Regions from separate parts of the Zea mays genome. Here region 1 is linked to region 2. Evidence: chromatin contacts called from public Hi-C data. All regions are on one chromosome and are shown on one strand. Each heading gives the region's core, a stretch centred on a gene start, on an enhancer-like site or on the middle of the called end of the contact. The rest is flanking DNA. Distances are from core to core; before and after follow the strand shown.

Region 1 (3,288 bases), core at 298-2,797, 280 kb after region 2:
TTCCCTACGGATGATGGTGCTACCCAGCTCTACGGAATGAAGTGCTCCTACGTCCTAACTAAGAGAAGGCCCATCGCATTAGCGTGACAGACTTCTATGCGGCCCATCGATGGCCTAAAGAATTTATGTTTTGTAATATAATAGATAACTGATAATATTAAATCATGTTTATTTAAGTCTAATCGTAATCAGATATCACACTAAAAATTGATACCGGTCTATTTAAATTTGTTATCGCTGGTACTCAAACATAAACCATTAATATTATTATTTACGTTATATTTCGTGAACCAAACAACACCTTACTTTGACACCTCCCAAATCCCACCCCGAGATTGGCAGGGGTGATGCAGCGATTCTCTTTATTATTATTACCTCTCTTTTGTAACTTCTTAGATCTTAGTTCACAGCGCATTCGTTAAGATCTATCTTGGCGAAAAATGACTGATCAATGTTGAAACTAATAGTTGAAGACCTCATCAGTGTATTGATAATTTTGGCACCAACATAACATTAAACTAGAAAATGTGGACTACAAAAATTTATAATTTGTTATCGAGTTCTAAACATTTATATAGGGCAACATATCTCGCATAAAAAACAAGAGTGTTAACATGTTAATGTTACCAACAAATTATGTCTATCGAGCTATTTTACGGTTGTGTGCAATTCCCCTCATTTCATATTATTTTTTTTAAAGAACACTTAGGTATTGACAAACTAGGACACATTCTTCAAGCGGAGTTATACTCAGTCATAGACAGGGATTTAAACCCCGCTCGGGATTCGAAAAACCCGCCATTTTTTCCCGTTCTCGTTGTTTGGCAGAATCAGAATTCGCCAGGATTTTTCGAAAATTCGGTTTGAATTTCAAAAAGTTAAAAAAAGTAAAACTGAATTTCGGCGCTTTTGACCGACTTTCGATGTTTTTAGTCGAAAAAATCGTTTGACCATGTAAAAAATCCTGTTAGTTTTTTCTAACACGAGAAATGTTTTCCGGTCCGAAACAACGAATTTCACCGAAACTGCACCGTATTTCGCCGAAAACACAAAAAATCGTTTTAAAATTTCAAATTCCATCCTGAACGGATTTGGATGAATTTCGGCGAAATTCGCTCCAAATTTCGTTTTGGGTGTCATGCGAGATTTACATTTTCTTCGAAATGGTTAGCCCTGGCCATAGATGATAGATGTGATGGACAAGATTCAATCTTACCATCTTAATCTTTTTTACACCAGATATCTAGATATGTTACCTCAATGTATAAAATGATTTATCTATCCTAACTTAGGCCGATATGTTTTGATTTTAATATATGCTGGTGGAAAAGGTGAGTTCTGTCAATTTTAATTCTAATCTAACTATGAAAAAGAAAAAAGAAACAGCTTATTGGACTGGTGAAGATTTATAATTTCTTCATTCCAATTGGCGACACGACTAGTTCTGCAATTTATTTGATTTGGATGAATTACTTTATAAAAAACAATAAAGAATAATCAAATTCCCTGACGCAGCAGAGAAGAGACTAGAGAGAACTCCACTCAAGAAAAAATTGCACGCAAGGGTCCACGCGGCGAACAGATCGTGCCGTTCCGCGGCGGCGTCGGTGCGGCGCTGGAGCCGAAGTGAAAAGTCGATCGGGATTGGGCCGTTGGGGGTGCGATACCCCTCGCCTCGAATGCGAGCTCCGTAGGTCCGCCCCCCCGGCGGATGGCCGAGCTGGGCCGCCGCCGCCGCCCGCTGGGATGAGGCAGCGTGAGGAGTCGCGCTCGCGGCTTCCCTGCCCCCAGGCCTCCGCTCTGAATATCCCCGACGCGACGGTAACCGAACAAGCCTCAGGTATTCAACCGAGCAGGCTCAACCTCGCCACACTTAATCACCGTCAAAAGTTGTGCTGCATTCCTTTTCCTTTTCTCCTCACTCTCTCAGTGCAAAAGAGGGAGGGAGATGCGGTAAAAGGATGAACTGACCCTGGCATTCTTCTTTCCTCTTTTGCTACTTTCTGGGTTCTGCTGCTTTCCGTGGGCTTTAGGATAAGGGCAACAGAAAAGACTGACAAAGATCTGCAACCGTTCTTTTTATAATTTCATCCATCTCATAAGCTTTTCGTCTGTGTTGATTTGTTTATGCATTCAATAGAAATATAATGTAGCTTTAGAGAAGACCACCGGCCCACCGCCATGCAGAATTTATGTTCTCTATATATGTTACGAATACAGCAACTGGACGCTGCATACGTGAGCTCCCTCTCAGGGAACAGGTAGTCAGGGGACATCATTCTCGCGACACGGGGAACAATACTTGCAAATAAAATTTATCTGGGATTAGAAGAACCTTGGCATCTCTTGCCTTTTTTTCAGAAAGTTGAGTGCCGTTTGGTTGCGACGCGGGCTGAACTTCACCTCCACCAGATCAAGTTGGGCTTCTAATTTGCCCTACTGATCTCCATTCCATGAATCATGAACCAACATGATCTAGTGGAAACAGTATTTGCAACTGATAACAAAGAAACATGAACCCTTGCTTTCTGCACTTCCGCGTCGAATTGATGCCTCCTCAAGTCAGCACCGCCAAAAGCGTCGGCATAACGTTGCTCTAGCGTTTGTAGATGCTGCTGAAGAAGCCAAGTTATAGGGTGTGATAACGATATGAGAGTGTTTTCTTTATCTTCTTTCGGGATTGCCGTGAGAACACCCTGTTGATTTGTCTATGGGTGATTGGTGGGAGGGGACGCTGGTTACTCAGACATTAGACCTATTTCCCCCTTGTTTGTCAATATTTTCATTTGTGATGCAATGCTATGCATTGACATGCAATACATCGACGTCCATCAGCCGTAACAAGTACGAATAATTGCAGTGCAAACTGCAAAGAAATATATACCAGGGCCGATTCAAGCATATTCATTCTAAATTAGACAGTCCATACAAACTTGCAAGTTTGATAAATAGACCCTTTTTAGGAAGTCCGTAAATGCTTTATGCCTTGGTGGGAGCCATATCATTTGATGGCTGTCATACATATTCCCTCCCCAAGAATGCAATATTTAATCAAAGTAACTCAGCTTCTGTAGTATATTCCCCTACTGCTCTTATTTTGTTGCTGAGGAACAGAGTTGTTCATGTTATAAGACTAGTTTGGTTTTTGTCCTGAATAACAACAGCAGGAGAGATGAACAGAAGTACTGATCGAAATTCTGAATAGGATAATGAAAGGAGATATATGCTTTAGCAAATGACTGTACGGATAGCTGACTAGGGTTGAACATGGAACCTCTTGAATTATTG
Region 2 (2,988 bases), core at 177-2,676:
CCTTAAAAATAAAATCTCTTAGCGCCGCATAAATAATTGGATTTGGAAACTAAATCCAACTTTATTGAAGTAATAAAAAATCATATAGGTGAAAAATATCACTAAGAAATAACTCCGAGCATCATTTCAATTCCATTCCAGTTGCAGAGAACAGTTCAATTTGCCATGCAAGACAGTAATGAACAAATAAGGGCAGTACCAAGGCCAGCGGATAGACTATTGCATCCATGTCCAGCACCAAAGGGATCATACTCGCTCTCAAAACGCGACGTGAACCCAGAAAGGCCATTTTTCTGTGTAATAGTATGGAAGAGAGAGCGCCTTCCTGTGAGAATCTTGTGCGCATATGCCTGTTGCAAGAAAACTATTGAGCGGAAAAGGGTTGCAGATAACAGATCTGAGAAAAACAAAACAACAGTAACAGAGAGATGTCTTACATGTTGACCAGCATCCCATAGTATCTTATCCATTGGGGCATTGAACACATAATGTATAGCAATTGTCAGCTCCACAACTGAGCGATCAGCACCACACGGTTGGCATTTTCTGGACATTATGAAAGCTATTTCTGAACGAACTTCATCGGCTAACTGCTTGAGCTCCTGTTTTTGTTTAGGTATACAAGCGTCAAAATTTTCTCAAATCATATGCATTATCGCTACGAGAATGGAAGTCCATAGAGTATGACTCTGACGACCTTACTAGATAGATTTTTCAAATGAATGGGTGCATCAATTGTGTCAAGTATTGGAGTAGGATCCTTCTCCCAGAAGAAATCATCAACATCAGGTAGTGCGGCCACTCTCTGAATCAAGCCCTGCACAAGAGTTGTGGTATCAGATCACAGGCCTTGGAATTTGCTCCAGGCGTTAATGTATATCTAACGATATATGCGAAACAACTTCGGGAAGAGCATACCCTTGATGGTGAGGCTGGTGCTATTGTTAGCAGCGGTCTCGAATACATTGGATTGCATCTCAAATACCGAAGAGTATGAAAAGGGTAGCTAGTGGGGTGAAGAACGGCAAACTCGTCATAAACCAGATTACGGGCAAGCGGAGGACTCAGAAACGCCGTGTCCATGCTGGAGCCTGGCGCCAGCTGCTGCAGTGATGCCCCGAATCCTGAAATTTGACGATCCACTTATAAGAAGAAGAAAACCCGAACCGGAGTAAGCCAGCTGAATCTTCTTCCCCTCCAAATTAACAACTCCAATTAGCTTAAGCGCGAACGGAAATGACCGCAGCTACCTCAAACCGGCAGAAGACGCCGCCGCAGTGATCTCCTCCTCCCCTCGCGCGGGACCGGCGGCCGGTTGCGGCGGCTACTGGCAGGGCGTCGCGCTGTACTGACGACCCTACTCCGATTTGGGTGGATGCGGAGCGCTGCGCTGTATTGGCGACATGACAGAGAGGCTGATCCGAACGCGAGATTTTGATCTTTTCTGTGTCCTAATATAGCATAGAGTTTGCTTTCGTTAGTGCGTCCAACTGTAGTCAAATTGCGGCGACTTTTCCCTGAGTGGGGGCTAATCTGCGAAACTGCGGCTATTATTACTCCCGAGTCACGACCCGAATTAGGATTTCTTTTGGAAAATATATAGGCCGTGATTGCCATCAGCGATCGAAGCTAGGTGTCTTTCTGAAAAAACACAGGATCTATATTAGAAGTCTCGACCCAACAGGGGTCTTTTTTGGAAATGCTTTGGGCTGATCTGCAAACTTGCGGTGAAATTCCGGCTTCGGCGGTTTGGCCAGCCTCCTTCCGCGGGGTGGATTTGGATAGCGCGGCGCAGAGAAAAATGGCGGCTTCGGCTCTCCACCTCCACCGCCGGCGGGTGTGAAGCTTCAGCAGAGGCAGCTGCGCTCGGTGAGCCCCGTGGGACCCTCTACTGAACCCTTCTTCTACTCCCTTCTCGCTGCATTCATGTTTGTTTCGATTGTGCGAGAGGCGGAGCCACGCGCCCACGCCTTCTGCGGGTGATGCCCCGTGTGCCTCACCCAGGACCCAGTACGTTGCCCGCCATGGCGCTGCGCTGCGACTGGCAGAGTGGCAAGCCGCAAGCATGGAGCGGTCCGGGTCTCTTCCGTTCACTGCTGTGTTCCGGACTGCCTAGCCATTATAATGCTCTACAGCTCTAGCATAAGAGGATTCGCGTGTGTCTATGTGTGTTTCACATGCATATAAATTCAATCTCTCACTTATGTCACATGGAAATCGACGGCATTTTGATTGCGCAGTTGGGTGACCTTACCTTCTTAAGGGACTAAATTGCACAGATGACCTTACCTTTTTAAGAGGCTAAACTGTACTACTTTTCATTATTCAATGATCATACTTGGGCATTCAATTGAAGTCAACTGATTTCCTGTTTAGTAAGGCCCAGTTTGTTTGAGCTTCTGCTGTCATCCTCACATATTTTAATTTTTAAAGCATGTTGGAATCAATGAAATTGCTGTGCAGACATGTGTTTTGAGGTTGTGTGCTGTTTGCGCCTGATGTTTATTGCACAAAATACAGCGGCAGGGTGGCCTATCTCGAAGACTTTTGAAAGTTGTGTCCTATTACAGTCTCACAACTCCACCATATAAACTGGTTGTAAGCTTGTTGACGTCAATCTCAAAAGATTCACGTGCTGTCATTAAAGGAATATCCAAATTTTAACTTTGTTTACCTTTGTTTTCTGGTACAATGCTCAGGATGCTCTGGAACCTTACATGAGCAAGAGGACAGTTGAACTTCACTGGGGTAAGCACCATCAAGATTACGTGGATGGCTTGAATAAGCAGCTGGCTACCAGCCCTCTGTATGGATATACGCTGGAGGATCTGATAAAAGAAGCCTACAACAATGGCAATCCATTACCAGAATATAACAATGCAGCACAGGTAACTTGTTTACATACTCCGTCCATTCTATTTTGCTTGCACTGATCATCTTCTGTCTGTCATATGTTTTCTTTCAAAAAAAACTGCAATTTGTGCTTTC

The links. Hi-C and Micro-C count contacts between places; a contact is called where the count stands out from the background.
Region 1: a contact with region 2 is called in a Hi-C map of leaf, with 4 times the contacts expected there. The contact joins the promoter of LOC100277313 here to the promoter of LOC100384006 in region 2. A contact is called at or near these places in 6 of 25 Hi-C or Micro-C datasets (bundle sheath, ear, leaf and 1 more).

The regions. Positions count from the first base shown.
Region 1 is chr9:22,591,224-22,594,511 of Zm-B73-REFERENCE-NAM-5.0, forward strand. It overlaps LOC100277313, which reads left to right and starts at 1,548. Exons shown (of 5, transcript NM_001371745.1): 1 at 1,548-1,840.
Region 2 is chr9:22,315,676-22,318,663 of Zm-B73-REFERENCE-NAM-5.0, forward strand. It overlaps LOC100384006, which reads right to left and starts at 1,427. Exons shown (of 11, transcript NM_001176617.2): 1 at 1,251-1,427; 2 at 919-1,124; 3 at 698-817; 4 at 438-602; 5 at 200-350. The coding sequence starts at 1,083. LOC100384855 (Superoxide dismutase [Fe] 3 chloroplastic) reads left to right here and starts at 1,775. Exons shown (of 9, transcript NM_001366879.1): 1 at 1,775-1,869; 2 at 2,521-2,595; 3 at 2,700-2,888. The coding sequence starts at 2,718.